2 separate regions of the Mus musculus genome follow, and region 2 is linked to region 1. Evidence: chromatin contacts called from public promoter capture Hi-C data. All regions are on one chromosome and are shown on one strand. The core of a region is the stretch at or near the end of the contact, and the rest is flanking DNA. Distances in the headings are between cores, read along the strand shown. Region 1 overlaps Sptbn5 (spectrin beta, non-erythrocytic 5). Region 2 overlaps Ehd4 (EH-domain containing 4).

Region 1 (3,035 bases), core at 173-2,672:
CTCCCAGAGGTCCCGCAGGGCCTCCAGCCTCTGGGAGACCTCTCCAGCTTGAGGGTGGCTCTGACTGAGGAGCTCTTCGCCTTGCTGGGAGACAGGAGTAAGGGCACACTCAGCACCTTTCTTCTTACCTCAACCATCAGTGCTTTGGAGTAGGCTGGGCTGAGGCTGCAGTCACCTTGGCAACAGAGGTCAAGATCTGCTCCTGAGCCTGGACCTCAGCCCTGAAGGCCTGGTGTTTCCTCAGGTGCTTCAGATAATCCTTTAGATTCCCAAGAGGGCTCCAGGCTCTCAGTTGCTGGACCCGCTGCTGGATCCAGTCCTCAGCCTGTTGGGGGTAGGGCACAGATCCTATGATGATGCTCCATCCTGAAGTGCCTCCCCTTCCCCTTCATCCCTTTCTCCCCACCAGAAAACTCCAGGGGGTGGGCTACTGGCCTCAAGGGCAGGGCTGGCAGTATCTAATAAACAAGAACCACCATTCTAGCTCCGGAAGCCATGCTTCTGGCCAGGCTGAGCCAGGAACTTGAATGAGAGTCCATTTCAGAGGTGTGAGCCCCTTGCTCCAGGAACCCATACAGCTGTGTTCCCCTGCCTATAGCTCTTCTTTGTCTTGGCTCTGCTACTGCTCGGTAAACATGAGTCTTAGCCCAAGGGGCTGCCAATCAAATATTCTGGGCTCCAGCCTGGCCCTTGGAATGCCATTTATGGTGTTATGTTGTTATGTTGTTACAGTGTTATGGTGTGAATGTCACCTCAAACTGTACAACGTAATAGGCAATGGACAGGGAATGGTCCTCTGACCTGGGTTGCTGCCCTGACAAAGTTGCCTATCATCAGGGAGGTGTGCAGAGCCTGGCCCCGGCTCTCTGCCAGTTCCTTCACTTGAGCCCGGTGCTCCAACATGTGGCAAAACAGGTTCTGCCCCTTAGGGCTTGAAATCGTCTTTAGCTGCTCATTCAGAGCCGACTCCTGTGGACAGACACAGCCTGCTGGTCTACTCTGGCAACCTGACTATCGACTTTCCCTTAGTTCTGCATGGTTAAGGGCTGGCTAATGGCCCTGAAAATAGCCAAAACTGATCTTCTTTCAGTGACCTGAGAATAAGTAAATGCTCCCCAGGGGTCCCTGCAGTGTGAACCTCCCCAGCCTGAGTCTTTTCTTGAGCCATATGTACAATTCTATCCCTAGTTCTACGGACAAATCAGTGCTGTTTCTGAGCATACCCCCAGCCACCGACACCCTTCTTGAAGACTCACTCCCCCATCAGCAACTATGTTCAGGCCTGTCACCTTCTTGTCCTGGAGAGCTAGCACTTTCTGGAAGATCACGTGCTTTCGGATCAACTGCTCCACTTCTTCCACTGAGCTCCCCAGGCCACTGGCTTTTAGGAATGCCTAGATCAGTCCACGGAAAGGTCAGAGGCTCTGAGGGCTGCCAGCACAGCCGAGACAACACCCCTGGGGCCTGAGTAGCGCTGATCTGAACACGCACGCAAGCATGGGAGCAGTAAAAGGAACTGGAGCCCAGGTTGGAGGCCAGCAAGACAAAGTGGAGGTTATGTGCAATCTATTTAACTCCATGGGTCTCAGCTGCATGGGGAAAAGCAGTGTTAGCTCTGGCCTGGGTGTGCTAGTAGAGACCATCATGGTACCCTAGTGATCTACACTAGTCACCCGGGAGGACTCACCCATAGCCTTTTGCTCCATGTCCAAAAAAAAAAAAAAAAAGCCAAAGACCCCGGAGGAAAGGGAGGAGCAGTCAGGCAGGGAAGAGGATCAGGATAGGGAATATTAGGGCTGTGGCTGTGGCTGCAAGACCTGCCTCCTGGGCTGTGAGGACCTCCACTAGGTGGCCGCATTGCCTGAGGAGGTGCTGTTCTTGAAGCATGGCCTGCAGCTTCTCTTGCTTGAGTGCCCAGGCCTGGAACACTTGGTCGCGTTCCTCCTGTAGGGTTCGAAGCCCATCCTGGACCTGAAGATGATGTGGGAAGCCGGGGTGGAGGAGGGGCACTAATAGATCCCAAGAGAAACCTTTGAGGAGAGACTGATGGAAGCAACAGGGGGTGGGGGTGGGAAGGAGGCAGCCTAAGGGAGGGCAGGGTAGGCTGGGAGCTTGGGGAAATGCCCACCTTAGCGGGTGTTCCTGCTGCCAGCAGAGCTTGCTGGCCCATCTTAGTGGCCCGTTGCTGCAGCTCCTCCTTGGCTTTCAGTTCTGCCCACAGCCATTGATGGGCTCTGAGCCTGAGCAAAAGGCTGTGGGGTTCCCAGGAGGCCTCCTCCATCTGTAGCTCCTGATGCACGCTGGCCGCCCAGGAGGTATAGTCCCTCACCTGACCCCAGAAGACAAGAGGAGCCGTTGAGAGGAGGCTGATGACAAACAACTGCAGCCAGCCTGAACCCGTGCGTATATAGAGACATCAAGCTGTCTGACTCAGGGCTTGTGGCAAGACTACACGTCCCTGTCACTTGGTTTCTCTGCCACCATCCATCCCAGCCCTCCCAGGGCCACGGACCCTTGCTCTTGCCCCTTCCGATACATTTTCCCTCCAGAATGGGGGGGCCTCGGTGCATGTGCACATCTGTACACACATGCACCCCTCCCAAGGGAAGAAAGCCCTCACCGCTGTGTGGAACCGGACCAGGAGATATCCTCGTTCCAATTGAGCCTTGCGCTGCTCCATGCGCAGCTGGAGGGCCTCCCAAGCTTGGGTCACAGCTTGCTGCTTTTGCTGGACAGCGGCAAGGGCCTGAGTTCCTGGACACAGCTCCTGCACTCTGCCTCCAGCCTTCATCAGTTCCTGCACCTAGCAGGGAAGGGTAGGAGAGGACAGTTGTTTCTTCACAGAGACAGAAGGACCTGAGCATCCTGAGCTATGGTCCTGCTCTGAGGAGTCAATCCCAGAACTTCTTGGGCAGAGCTCTGCCATGCATGACAGGCCCAACGGGAAGAACAAACGGGCCAGGCTGGCGGCCAGCGAGGGCCTGCGAGGGCCTATGAGGCAGGGCTAGCATCCTGCTGACCTGCTGCTCCATGCC
Region 2 (3,035 bases), core at 246-2,745, 68 kb after region 1:
TACACCAGTGAGAGGATTATCATGTGTCTAGGTAAACAGTTACCAAGTAACAGTTACCAAGTAACCCTCTTGAATGCTGGAGATTTACCTGAGCTGGGTACTAGCTAAAATGACAGAATCTATGATACCTCCTCACTTGCTTCTTGGGGCTTTTTTGGCTGCCTAGGATACTGTGGGAGGCCCTGGGCTGTGACTGTCCTGGAGGATGGAAAGAATGGGAGGGGAGTAGAAATGCTCTGCTCATAGTTGAGGGGCCTCAGACAACTCTGGAGAGGGTGGGAGGAGCAGCTGGAGCACTGACCTCGGCTTATGCGCTGCTTCTCCCCAGACAGAATGCCAGGACTGTCGATGATGCTGATGCTCTTCAGAACTTGGTTGGGCAGCTGTGAGCACATGAATCTGGAAGAGACAGAACAAAGTTGGGACTAGAAACTGGACCTTTCAGAAGCTCTCTACTCACTGATGTCTATAAAAAGAAGCTAGACAGACGCTAAAGATGCCTATGAAGTGGACTGTAAAGCAGGGGCTTGGAGGAAACTAAAGGTAACTTCACTGGGGTCACAGAACAAATGCCATTGCACATACAGGTGTGGAAGATGCGCTGCAACCCATTTCTTCCTGCCACTCGATCCCTTAGTGTTAACTGCGGTTTATTTATCAAACACTTGGGTGTTTTACAAATACTACCTACTTTGATCCCTAGATTAACATCCTTCTATGAATCTCACAAAGGTTAAGTACCTGAGACATTCACAGTTGAGCTTTAAACTCAGTCTGATTCCTACCCCTATGTGCCTCCTGTTCCCACCTCCTTGTCCAAGCATCCTAAGTTTCTGCTGCCTCCTTCAGGGTACACTTCTCCTAAGCTAGAATATCTGAGTTTGTTCCATCCCACTGCTCTGTGACAGCTAGATGTCCAGGGTTGGTGTCCCTTTCTGATGCCCCAATGACTCAGCATGTACTCCAAGGACACTGTGCTTCAAGCTCAGCAAAGGTCAGGTACCTCTGGGTAACATCATCCTCAGATGCTTAGGAATCCTAAGGGAGCTCTGAGAATAGGTGAGGAGATGTGGTCAACAGAGGTTCTGACCATCTTCAAGCCTCTTTCCTGGTCTCTCTCACTTGTTACCACCTCTTCCTTCTGACCAGCCACTTCTTCCTTCTGACCAGGGTCCCTGTTGCTATGCTTCCAGTTATCTGCCCAACAACTGGGAAGCAGAGTGGGATGGAAGGAAATTTTTGACTTGTTCCCTAGCAGACTTGGGCTTAGAATCTGTTCAGCCTTTGTCAATAATTTTCTGAGACCTTAGACAAAGGCCTTTCCCTGTGGACCTCAGTTTCCTTCTATGTAAAGGGAGACAACTAAACTAGATAGAATCTGCCCTGTCCTTGGGAGCTTTCCCATTGTGAGGCAATGAGTAATAGCAGGAAGTGCCTTGTTACTTCCACCCCAGGCACTGAGCCTGGTTTGGATCTTTGTTGGGTCTGTGTATGCTTTAAGGGGGAAACAGAGTGCCTCTCCTCTTCCTGTTTTAAAAGTGCCTGACTTCTGTATCTGTGTGGGCAGAGGCTTGAAAACACTTGGGAACAGCTCAGTTCTTCCATTCAGTGGAAGTGGTGGGGATTACTCAGAAAGTAAGTATGCTGGGAATGCAAGACAAGGCACAAGGCGGACTCACCCCCCCCCCCCCAGCTGTGACCAGAGCCACCATGGGCAGGGGAGGACACTCAGGCCCAAGGTGCCATCACTGACACTCATGAGAACTGTCCTTTAAGAGGCTCAGAACTAGATAGTCACACATTCTTTTTTATACTTCCAAATCAGCCCACGAGATGAAAGCAAGGTAACTCTGAAGCACGGAGCAGTTTTGACATCATGGGGTCTTGCAATAACGCTTGGCTGGCAGGAGACTACAAGCTAGTATCTCCCAAGTCAGATTAGTAGAACTCAGTGCATAAAGTTAACCTCCATATCACCACAAATAAAGCCGAGTATATGTAAGAGAAACCTTTTATTCCTCTTCTTCTCTGGCCCCTGTCATGCCCTAAGTCCACCTGCACAGTATGAGCAGGACACACAGGAGCCACCAATCACTGCTTGTCAGGTTCTCAGAGACAATCTGCTCTCTAGAACTGGGGGAGGAACAGAGCTCTGAGCACAACTTGGTGAACACTGTGTCTATCCGGAGACAACTGGCAATGTTAAACATGCCATACCTTTGTAAAACTATTTACACAAACTGTTCCCACAGGAAGGGTGATGTTTCTACAAACCACAAGCTCACACTCAGTATCAATTTTTCCAAAACACAAAATTCCTAGATTTTAGTGAGACGCTAACAGAGGGACTTACTATTCCTGCACCGCTCACTCCTGGAATGTACAGCAAGAACATGTCAGCAGGTCAGCTGTGTGAGCCACAGAGCAAGAGGCCTACTGTTGAGCTATCTCCACACAGCAGGAAGGACAACTGTCAAAAAAGGAGACCAGCAGGGCTCCAGGGGCACGGGAGAAGGGGCTGCTGAAGCCGTGTGCAGGACCGGACTCCATTCCGTCAAAGAAACTGTATGAGGTGGAGCAGGGGCAGGAGGGCAGAGAGTACAAGCAGGCACTGGATACTGAGGGTGCCACAGCAGGTATTGCAAGGTTAAGTGTACACATTTAGGCATGTTCCTAAAAGCACATTCTACTGTAATCAGGAACCCCTAAAGTTATCATGGCAATCGCCACTTAACCTTTCCATTCTGAGAGAGGAAGGTGAAAGACAAGATCTGTCATACCCCTCACAGGAGGACAGGTCAGGAGTTTTTGCTGGAACATTTCCAAGCAGAGATTTGCTGTCCCAAGATGGATTTCCTGCTCTTTCCTGGAGTGACTAAATCAGTGCAGACACCTGGCCTCTATTTCACACAAAATGCTGCTGTGCTGCAGAGATCTCAGACCTCTCTTGGTTTTCCCATAGGTCCCTCCCACCGACCTGATGAACTCTGTCTCCCAAGGTAAAAGAAGAAGACGATCAAGATCTCCACTGGACC

Evidence for each region. Capture Hi-C pulls out chosen DNA fragments and counts their contacts.
Region 2: a contact with region 1 is called in a promoter capture Hi-C map of adipose tissue. The contact joins two enhancer-like sites. A contact is called at or near these places in 1 of 484 Hi-C or Micro-C datasets (muscle stem cells), 3 of 115 datasets of contacts at active chromatin or transcription factors (double positive thymocytes, embryonic stem cells and heart atrium) and 3 of 9 other capture datasets (adipose tissue, liver and pancreatic islet).

Annotation. Positions count from the first base shown.
Region 1 is chr2:120,059,464-120,062,498 of GRCm38.p6, forward strand. It overlaps Sptbn5 (spectrin beta, non-erythrocytic 5), which reads right to left. Exons shown (of 67, transcript NM_001370938.1): 33 at 3,021-3,035; 34 at 2,621-2,803; 35 at 2,129-2,329; 36 at 1,822-1,971; 37 at 1,290-1,394; 38 at 802-969; 39 at 176-325; 40 at 1-84. All of the region lies in intron 1 of Gm52559 (a long non-coding RNA gene), which reads left to right. Among named protein-coding and RNA genes, the nearest start is that of Gm52559, 10 kb to the left of the region's middle. Within about 2 kb of position 1,423, at least 30 of the 459 cell types and tissues checked have an H3K27ac peak or open chromatin away from gene starts, as enhancers often do. A contact at or near this core is called in adipose tissue, where this site is marked.
Region 2 is chr2:120,127,291-120,130,325 of GRCm38.p6, forward strand. Ehd4 (EH-domain containing 4) reads right to left here. Exons shown (of 6, transcript NM_133838.4): 3 at 302-399. Among named protein-coding and RNA genes, the nearest start is that of Ehd4, 26 kb to the right of the region's middle. Within about 2 kb of position 1,496, at least 144 of the 459 cell types and tissues checked have an H3K27ac peak or open chromatin away from gene starts, as enhancers often do. A contact at or near this core is called in adipose tissue, where this site is marked.